Linked DNA regions of Sus scrofa: region 1 is linked to region 2. The links are chromatin contacts, called in public HiChIP or PLAC-seq maps. All regions are on one chromosome and are shown on one strand. The core of a region is the stretch at or near the end of the contact, and the rest is flanking DNA. Distances in the headings are between cores, read along the strand shown.

Region 1 (4,947 bases), core at 1,932-4,431, 77 kb before region 2:
TACTGCAGCAGTGACCCAAGCCGCTGCAGTGACAATGCTGGATCCCTAACCCGGTGTGCCACAAGGGAACTCCTGAGCAATTCAAATTTAATAGGACTACAATGTTCATTCCAATATCCACAGAAAAATACAAAACCTCAGAAATTAAAAGCAGCACTCAGAAAAGAAAGTTTACAGACGTAAATAAAATTTGCCAGAAAAAATAATATAGAGATAATGGTACCTACTTTATATGATTGCTATAGGATCTAATTAAATAACGCATGTAAAGTACCTTAGATAGTCCTTGGCACATAGTAGGTGCTTGTTGAACATTAGCCACCTCACATTTATTAGTTTTATTATTTTTTTGGTGCAGCATTTGGAAGTTCCTAGGCCAGGGATCAAACCCGCGCCAGAGCAGCAACACAGTGACAACAGTGGATCCTTAACCCGCTAAGCCACAAGGGAACTCCATATTTATTAGTTTTCGTGAGTTTGATGCTGAGTAATAACTTTTATATATTATATTTTAATTAAAACCACATATGCTAGCAAGAGTGTGCTACTATCAATATCTCTTTACATAAAATAAAATATTACCTATACATACATAGTAAGTATAAGGTTTGTCACCAAGCCCTTTTTAAAAAAAATTTTTTTTAAAGTATAGTTGATGTACAATGTTGTACCAATTTCTGCTGTACAGTAAAGTGACCCAGTCATTTTATATATATATAATAATATATATATACACATTATATAAATACACACACACATATATATATACACATTCCCTTTCTTATATTATCTTCCATCATGTTCTATCCCAAGAGACTGGATAAAGTTCCCTGTGCTATACAGCAGGACCTCACTGCTTATCCATTCTAAATGTAATAGTTAGCATCTACTAACCCCAAACTCCCAGTCCATCCCACCAAACCCTCTTCAAGTATAGAAGGAAGTATCTTCTTTCCCATATTCATTGGCCACTTTCATCCAATTCTCCTCCAGGGACAAAGGCCACAGAAAGCAAAAGTTAAACTCTAATTCAGGCCACTGGGAAGGATTTGTTTAACCACAAGCCATCAGACACAATATTGATTCTGAACACCAGGAATTACCTCCTTCGGTGGTGCTGGCCAGAATCCAACGGCTCAAAGCAGACCAGCCAACTTCATTCATGCAGGACATAGCAATGCTGTAATTAGCCAGAGCCTGCAGCTGCTCGACGCGATACAAATGTGGCGAAGCAGAGGTGTTAAAAGTCATGACTGAGCCATTGCTCAGCGGATCAACTTCCTTGACCTAAACGAAGGGTAAAAATGTGGACCTGGCATTAGTAAGGGGGTCGGAATGTTAGACGTGGGGCATTCGTGCATTTGGGGAGCCTGGCCCTTCCTCCCCACTGAGGGGAAGTACCTGCTTCCTTTCTGGCCACACCCTGAATTTCCCACCAGCATTACTGTGTGTTACTCATGCCACTTAACTTGAGCAACAATCGAAGACCTGATGAAAAATACCTAATATAAGTGTTCTCACTGTGGCAGAAGCAAAGATCTATCGTCATAATATTATAATTATTATACTTTACATTACAATGTAAAGTAAAATAATGTAGCCCTTCCTCTCTCAGAATCACCTCAAATCTGGATCTTTTCTTTCAGCTATTTCACAGAATATGCCAGAAAGACAACAGATACTGTATGTGGGGGCAAACCTAACATATTTACTATTTGGCCCTTTAAAGAAAGCATTTCCCAAATCCTACTTTAGAAGTTGGGGAGTTCCCGTCGTGGCTCAGCAGAAACGAATCAGACTAGCATCCACGAGGACGCAGGTTCGATCCCTGGCCTTGCTCAGTGGGTTGGGGATTCGGCGTTGCCGTGAGCTGTGGTGTAGGTCACAGATGTGGCTCGGATCCCACATTGCTGTGGCTCTGGTGTAGCTCTGATTTGACACCTAGCCTGGGGAACCTCCATATGCTGTGGAAGTGGCCATAAAAAGACAAAAAAAAAAAAAAAAAAAAGAAGAAGAAGTTGGGATACTTAATTTGTTTTTTTAAAAAAATGGTATTTCATGATGTAACCTGAGGAATCCTGCTCTTGCCTTGAGGCTAATTTGTGTGTCCTTTATTTTCACCCCTCATTCCCACCCCTCCAAACGCATACCCAGACAATGTTGCTTTTATGGAATTTTTTGGTAGGGAGATAGAAGAAAAGGTCATTTGCACCTCACCCAGCAAACTTTTCTTCAAGTCTCTTTAAAACCTATCAGCTTTTTCCCCTGAGTCCTTCCCCCTCCATTAACTCCATCAGGCTCTCCACACCCCTCCCCAGATGTCCCCTCATGCCCAGGCAAGAGAGGTGAATTCCCAGCAAAAATCTAGTCCTAGGCGAAACTTTCAGCTTTTCCTTTAAGGATACCTCTTATCTGGGAATGGAGATCACGGAGGGTGTTTTTTCACAATTTCTTAAATATGTCAAAGAGATACAATCAGAAAAGACAAAACAGTATCACGTAAAACAGAAGCCACCAAAAACAATTTGGGCAAAAAAAAAAAAATCTTAAATCCACAAAACGTATTCCTGATAATAATGGGCTTGCAATGATGGGGTGTGGATACATAACGCTGTCATTTCAGGATATATGTGTTAGAAATGGAGGTCAAGGGGCCACAAATTGACATTCTGGAATTGCAAGTCCCCTGGTGGATACCACGAGGGTGGTGTCAGAGCCGAGTCTGACCTCTGACTCAGACCCACGGGCTCCACTGGGTGACAAGAGGGTCCCTGTTGGCCTGAGGAGCCCCCAGAGGAGAAACAAGGAGCTGTGTGCTTATCTCGGGGGTGGCTGTTGGCAGAAATTACTTTTTGTTTCTTCACCGTAGAGTCTGCACCTACTTCCTGGTGACCGAGCATGGAGACTAAGGGGGAGGAAATCTTGGTTCTCAACCCCCACCCCGTTTCCAGGGCAACATGCTGGACCATGTCCAGGGACGGAGACCTGCTCAGAGAGTGCAATCCTAGAAGAACACGGGGCTTCTACAGCCATCCTCAGTGGGTTCTGGGGGAAAAGAGGGCACGAATCGGCAAGACTGACGTGGGAGAGTTAAAAATAGAGATGGAGTCTGTAGCCCAAAAATGGGTGAAGCAAGGAACTAATGTCAGGCCCAAAGGAAGTGAGAGGGTGTGTCCTGCTAGCGCGTGGATCTGAATCTTGTTCAAAACATTCATTTGTTACCAAGTCAGAGTTTAAAATTGTAATGACCTGGGAACCTGCTACAAAACAATACTTGTCCCTTCAGAAAGGGGAACACACTGCCAATCAACAGAATATGACAGTATAACTTGTACGGCCAGTTCTGACTGACCTCACCAGGACTACCAGAGAAAATAAAGGACACCCAGTTAGATGTCAAGTTCAGATAGACTAAATGAAAATAATTACAGATGTAGGTATGTCACAAAATCAATAGTATAACTTAACTCATAAAGTAACTGCATTCCTATATGCTAAATCTGGTAGCCCTGTCAGGGATAGAAAGGAAAATGGGTGGGGAGAGGCTGAGCTAGTTAATGGGGCAGAGACAGGATAACCATAGATACCATAGGATCTGAAGTGGGCAAGAGGGGCTGCAATTGGCCATGGCAGGATGATTTTTCATGCCATTGCCACCCAAAGCCAAGACAAAGCAAGAGACCAATGGAAGCTTGTGAGCAATCATCTTCCGCCTGGAGGGGTGACCTCATGTTTTCATACAACCCAACCATCCTACTCTACCTCATGTCCACTCAAGGTGGCAGTGGTACTTTTTCTCAGTCTCCCAGAAGGTAACATCCTCCTATGGGAAGGACTCTCATGTCCTCTTGGACCCTCCAAACAGTTCAGCAACTTGAAACAAGTTTTTTTGTTTGTTTGTTTATGGCTGCACCTGCAGCATATGGAAGTTCCTGGGCAAGGGGTCAAATTGGAGCTGCAGCTACAGGCCTATACCACGGCCACAGCACTACTAGATCTCAGCTGCATCTGTGACTTATACTGCAGCTTGCAGCAATGCTGGATCCTTAACCCACTAAACAAGGCCAGGGATCAAACCCACATCCTCATGAAGACTACGTCAATTTCTTAGCCTGCTGAGCCACAATGGGAACTTTTGAAACAACTTTTTAAAAAGGCTTGTCTACACAGGGAATGCAGCCAATACTGGGTGATAACTATAAATGGAGTATAATCTACAAAAATTTTGAATCACTATGTTGTACACCTGAAACTACACCTCCAAAAAGGGGCGGGGGGTAGTCCACACTTCATTTATGTCCATATGTAGGGACAGTTATGCCCATATACAGGGAAATAGGTCCTAGTTGTTCCAGAAACAACAGAATCTTGAAATACATGAAGCAAAACTTGATGGAATTGAACGAAGAAATAGACAATTCAAAAATAATTGTTAAAAAAATAGTTGAGACCTCAATTCTCCACTTCCAGTAACAAATAAAACCACAAGGCAGAAGTGTAGCAAGGAAACAGAGTAAGCAAACAAGACTATAAACCACCTAAACCTAATAGATGTATAATCACAGCTGAACATACCTTCTCCCCAAGTGCACATGGACTGCTCTCCAAGAGAGAACATATTCTAGGCCATACAACAAGCCTTAATTGATTTAAAAGATGGATATCATACTAAGTATATCCTCTAAACACAATCATCAAAGGAAGAAAATTTGAGAAATTCACACCTAAGTGAAAATTAAACAACACACGCAATAACCAAGAGAACAAAGAAGAAATCATAAGAAAAATGAATTAAAAAAAAAAACCTTGATATGAATGGAAGAAGAAAACCCCCAAATACCAAAACTTATGTATGTAGCTAATGCAATGCTTAGGGGGAAATGTATAGTATAGATGCCTGTATTAAAAAAGAAGAAATTTCAAATCAATTACCTAACCTTCTACCTT
Region 2 (5,417 bases), core at 2,065-4,564:
CACTGAGCAAGGCCAGGGACCAAACCCACAACCTCATGGTTCTTAGTCGGACTCGTTAACCACTGAGCCATGATGGGAACTCCACTTCTTTCTAAACTATACCCTGCTTGCTTCCAAAAACTCTTTGGCCCCATTGACACAAAGCCCATAATCACCGAGATATCTTACAGTTCTTTCTGGGAAAATGTTTACAATATATTGTAATATGGTTACAGCTTCAGTTTGGGAGAGAAATGCTAACATTGAAGAAAGTGGTTTTATCTTCTCTCTCTCTCTTTTTTTTTTTTTTTTTTTTTTTTGGTCTTTTTAGGTCTACACCCATGACATATGGAGGTTCCTAGGCTAGAGGTTGAATGGAAGCTGCAGCTGCTGGCCTACACCACAGCCATAGCAAAGCCGGATGCTTAACTCACTGAGCGAGGCAGGATTGAACCTGCATCCTAGATACTAGTCGGGTTCGTTAACCTCTGAGCCCTAACAGGAACTCCTCTCATTTTTTAAAGTTTTATTGAAGTATAGTTGGTTTACAGTGTTGCGTAACATTGAAGAGTTTTAAAAGCCCAATCAGTTCTCGGAGTGGCACTAAGGGCCAAGCACAGCCTCACCACCAGCTAGGTCATCGCAATGCCTCCACTTTTATCCACTTCTTTATTTCTCCTCCTCTAGCCTCTCCTGGGCCCTCTAGAGAGCTAGCCTTTGCCTGATTTGTTGCTCACTGGCACCCCCATCAGAGACAGCACAGAACGGACTGATTGGAAAGCCCTGAAATGCCCCTGGTTCAGCAGTTTCAGTTCTGAGTGTGTTTGTGGGATGGTGTTTCTGTGTATGGGTAGGGGTGGGGGTTAGGGTAGGGAGGATTCCTGGGTTAAAGTGAGCCACAGACTGTAATTATCCATTTCTCTACAGTGTAGAGTCTACACACCATCACACCCTGTCTCTCTCTCCCCTCTGCTGTCTGGTCAGCAAACCACTTGGACCCACAACACGGCAATTTAAAAATCTTAAAACGTAGCATCTAATTTCTGCTTTTAATCTCTTTCTACAGCACTCTTACTTCTGCTCTAGTTCTGCCAGTGAGAATCTCATTCTTTGAGCCTTTCACAAAGTAAAATGTTGACACTATCCGACATCTCACGGGTAAATTCAAGATAAAAACAAAAGGTAGGAGAAATTTTTCATTTTTCCAGCTGGGTAGGTTTTAACAGACCTTTTGTGATTATCTGACTCAAGTGATTATTAGCTACAAAAGTTCTTTGTTACAGCTTTTTTTTTTTTTTTTTTTTTCTATTTTAGGGCCACACTCATGGCATATGGAGGTTCCCAGGCTAGGGGTCGAATCGGAGCTGCCTGTTGGCCTATACACCACAGCCACAGCAACGCAGCATCTGAGCCATGTCTGCAAACTACACGACAACTCACAGCAACGACAGATCCTTAACCTACTGAGCAAAGCCAGGGATTGAATTCACATCCTCATGGATCCTTCGTTAACTATTGAATCACAAGGGAACGCCACAGCTTTTTTAAAAAATTAGAAAAAGAGTTTCCATTGTGGCTCAGTGGTAATGAACCTGACTAGTATTCATGAGGATTTGGGTTGGATCCCTGGCCTTGCTCAGTGGGTTAAGGATCTGGCATTGCCATGAGCTGCGGTATAGGCCAGCAGCTGCAGCTCTGATTCGACCCCTAGTCTGGGAACTTCCATATGCCGCCGGTGTGTTCCTAAAAAGACAAGGGAAAAAAAAAAAAAAAAAGACAAGGAAAAGAAAAACTTCATTTAAAAAATACCTTCCACCAAAACTGTCATTTATGTTACTACTTTATCCATAATTTTCACTATATTCACTACCTCCAAAAATGGCCAGCCTTCCCTAGTGGCAAAATATAACAGATTAGTAGCAGATTATGGAAAATGGATCTGGCAGAAATGCTGAGGAGTTTTTGAGGGGTTTGTAAGGGGTTGGGGGTTAAAAACAGAACTGTTTTAGTTCTTTGCTTGATTTAGGCTGTAGATGTTTGCTTCGAATGGCTACACTGCCTCAAATTATAAACTGCATATGCAATTTAATGTGTAACCAGAGGGTGCACTGCTTAAGAATTTCTTATTTGAGCAACTAAGTTCGCCAATGAAAATCTCAGAGGAAAAAAATGTGAAGCTAAATGGCTTAACTAGAAATCGAACTCTCCAGGTATTCTTAAAAAATCTTTTGACTATAATGAGGTGAAAGCTAAATCTTTCAGTTAAGGAAAAAAAATGCTTATGATGTGTTTATTCAGTATAAAGCCTGGTTAAGTTTTTTCCAGCTTCCTCAAGAAATGCCATCAGCAATTAAACATCGAACCTGTTAATCACTTACCCTCCAAACAAGCTGCTGGTGCAGACTGGGACCTGGGTTCCTTGCCTCGACTTCCCGACCCAGGGTCTTATATTGGAAAGTCTAGCAGAATCGAGATAAACCCTAAACACGGTCCACACACAACAGTTTCTATTCAGCAATAATAGGGGTGAAAAGAATGTTTCCCCCCTTTCCGGGGCCGCCACGCTCACAGGGTGTCCTTGCTAATGTTGTCCATAAGGGCTCAAGCGGAGCAGCCGGGTCCGCAGTCCCTTTCGGTCGCACCCCAGCCTGGGTGGATCAGCACCGGGACTGCGACCCCAACTCCCACAGTCTGCTGGTCTCCGGGCGCGGGTCCCCCTGGAGATGGGGTCTGCCGCTCCCAGAACTCCCGCCACAGCCAGGGTCCAACCGCGCAACCAAGTCCAGGGCAAAGTTTCTGGCGCATTCCGCGCCAGACCTGCGACCAGCGTTCCTCTCCGCGCAAAACTTTTGGGCTTGCAGCGCTTCCAGTCAAGCTCGATTTCCCCCTGGGCGGTTAAGGGGAGCCCTCGGTACCCACCCCTTCCCGACTCCACCGGGACGCGCGCCCACGACCCAGCCTGGGTGCGGGGACAGTGGGTTGCTAGAAACTCCTGCGCGCCAGCGCCTGGCACCGCTGGGGCGCGGGGAGATGTTTGCAAACTTTCTTGCAGCCGGGTGCGCCCAGGTCGGTGCGCTCCCACCTCCCAGCTCCCGGCCGCGAGCCCCCAGCCCCCAGCGCCGGGCCCCTGGCCCCGGGCACTCACCTCCCCTCCAGAGCGCGGGGAGGAGGAGCCACCGCAAGAGCAGCAGCAGAGCCCGTCCCATCCTGGGGCGCGGATCTGGAAATTCTCTCTGGACCGACGGAGAGACAGACGTCTGGAACACGCCGCGTCGTCCGCCAAGCGCGCCAGAGAAGCGGCCCAGTACCGGCGGCCCGGGCAGCTCCAACCCCGAAGTGGCGAAGCCGAGCAGCGGCGGGAGGCGCTGAGGGCTGGAGGGGGCGGGCCGGGGGCCGAGTCCGAGCGGACCCTAGCCAGTTGGGTTGGGAAGCGGGCGGGAAGGCGGGGGGGAGAGGAGGGCCGAGGAGGAGGAGTAAGGGGACAAGGCTGGACTAGAGGGGCGGGGAGGGGCTGGTCTGGGCGGACCTGGATGTGGGGTGGGGGCGAGGGGACAGGAGAGAGGGGAGGAGGTGGGGGCCGTAAAGGGGAGGGGCGACCGGAGGTGGAGAGGAGAACCCGGCCCAGGCCTCTGGGCGGTCCCGGCGTCCAACACGTGCAGGTGGGAGGGACAGAGGGAGGAGATAAAGTTCCAGAGGAGTAGAAGACGCCCGAGGCAGCCACCAGACCTAAGAGGAGGGGCCAGCGGCTCCCGGGCAGCGGCGACCCCGCAATCCAGGCTTAGTGGACCCAGAAAACTCAGGCAGCAGCAGCTCTCCCAGAGGACAAGGCCACAGTGGTAGGCGATCTTTCTGAGCGCCGCATCCACCGGCTCCCGGCCGAGCGCTCCCCGCCTACACCGCCTCGGGTATCGGGCCAAAGGTGAGAGACCAGCCCTGGCCTTTAGGAACTCTCCTCCCCCCGGGGGAAGAACCACTGTGTCCCCTTGTCAAAGACGTGATGGTCATGGAAGATCGTCAAGGAAAAAGTGCAGAACACTAGCGGAAAGAGATAGCCCCGCAGTGATAAAGTGTGTAGGGGCCAAGGGGGCAGCCGCTAGAGTTAATGTATTTTAATGTGATCCTTTGACAACGTGAGCTAAATCTTGGCATTCCTCTAATCACAACTCCACTGGTGGTTCCTGCTTTCTCCCTGCAAAAGAGTCAAAGTCCTGCCTGTGGCTGACAAGGTCTTAGAAGACGTGGTCCTCTTTCCTCTCTGACATCATCTCCTTACTCCATTTCCATTTACGCTGCTTTCTGATCCAGCAGTCCCTGACTCCTAGGCTGGTGGTCACTTGGGGTATATTTGGCTGTAAGGAGACAACAAGCCCAAATGGATTTAGATTGGTTATTACACTGACAGCAAAAGTAACATCAGCATGGTGACATCACCTGGCATCCCTAGTCTCTCAGGGTGACACGGATCTCAAGGGGCCAGATGAACAGATGTGAACAGTGAGGGGATCTGCTGCTAAGAAGCTAATTCTAAAGTACAGCAGAGCAGTTTCACATACGTACCCAGGAGCCTGCTGCTGTGCTTGGGGGCAGGAGGAAACCTGGAGGGAAGGCAGCAGAAAGTCCTATGCTCAACTGAAAATATGGAGAGGGAAGAAAACAGCCTTGTAGCAGTTTTCCTCAAGTCGGGGATGTGACAGATGACAGACAGTCAGGATATGAAAAGATGCCCAACATCACTAATTATGAGAGAAATGCAAATCAAAACTACAATGAGGTATCGCCTCACACCAGTCAGAACGGCCATTATCAAAAAGTCTAAGATACTAAATGCTAGAGAGGGTGTGGAAAAAAGGAAACTGTCCTCAACTGTTAGTGGGGATGTAATTGGTGCAGCCACTATGGAGAATAGTATAGGGGTTCCCTAAAAAACTAAAAACAGAATTAGTATATGGTCCAGCAATCCCTATCATGGGCATATATCTGGAGAAAACTCTAATTGAGAAGATACATGCACCCCAAAGTTCAGAGCAACACTATTCACAATAGCCAAGACATGGTAGCAATCTAAGTGTCCATCAAGAGATGAACAGATAAAGAAGATATAGTATGTATACACAATGGTATATTACCAGCCATAAAAAGATTGAAATATTGCCATTTGCAAGCAAGATGGATAGACCTAGAGATGATCATACTAAGTGAAACTGTCAGAGACAAATATCATATTCCACTTATATGTGGAATCTTAAAAAATGATACAACTGATGAAAAGAGCATGTTTTAAAGAAGGCCTTAGGGAAAAAAAAGAAAGCATTAGGGAAGAAAAAATACATTTATAGTACTGTACTGTATTTACCAATACCATAAGTTTATATCACGTGTTTAAAAGATGTAAAACATGTCAATACCTATATTGATATTAAATAGTCTTATATGATACA

What was found. HiChIP or PLAC-seq counts read pairs in DNA pulled down with a chosen protein or histone mark.
Region 1: an H3K27ac HiChIP or PLAC-seq map of alveolar macrophages shows a contact between it and region 2. The contact joins the enhancer-like site here to the promoter of MERTK in region 2. A contact is called at or near these places in 1 of 5 promoter capture datasets (liver), 6 of 47 Hi-C or Micro-C datasets (heart right ventricle, liver, psoas muscle and 3 more) and 1 of 2 datasets of contacts at active chromatin or transcription factors (alveolar macrophages).

The regions. Positions count from the first base shown.
Region 1 is chr3:44,402,925-44,407,871 of Sscrofa11.1, forward strand. MERTK (tyrosine-protein kinase Mer) reads right to left here. Exons shown (of 19, transcript XM_021087030.1): 7 at 1,104-1,287. Among named protein-coding and RNA genes, the nearest start is that of TMEM87B, 78 kb to the left of the region's middle. Within about 2 kb of position 3,182, at least 21 of the 83 cell types and tissues checked have an H3K27ac peak or open chromatin away from gene starts, as enhancers often do. A contact at or near this core is called in alveolar macrophages, liver, retroperitoneal adipose tissue and 2 more, where this site is marked.
Region 2 is chr3:44,480,086-44,485,502 of Sscrofa11.1, forward strand. It overlaps MERTK (tyrosine-protein kinase Mer), which reads right to left and starts at 3,315. Exons shown (of 19, transcript XM_021087030.1): 1 at 3,125-3,315. The coding sequence starts at 3,185. ANAPC1 (anaphase-promoting complex subunit 1) reads left to right here and starts at 3,876. Exons shown (of 48, transcript XM_021087035.1): 1 at 3,876-3,898.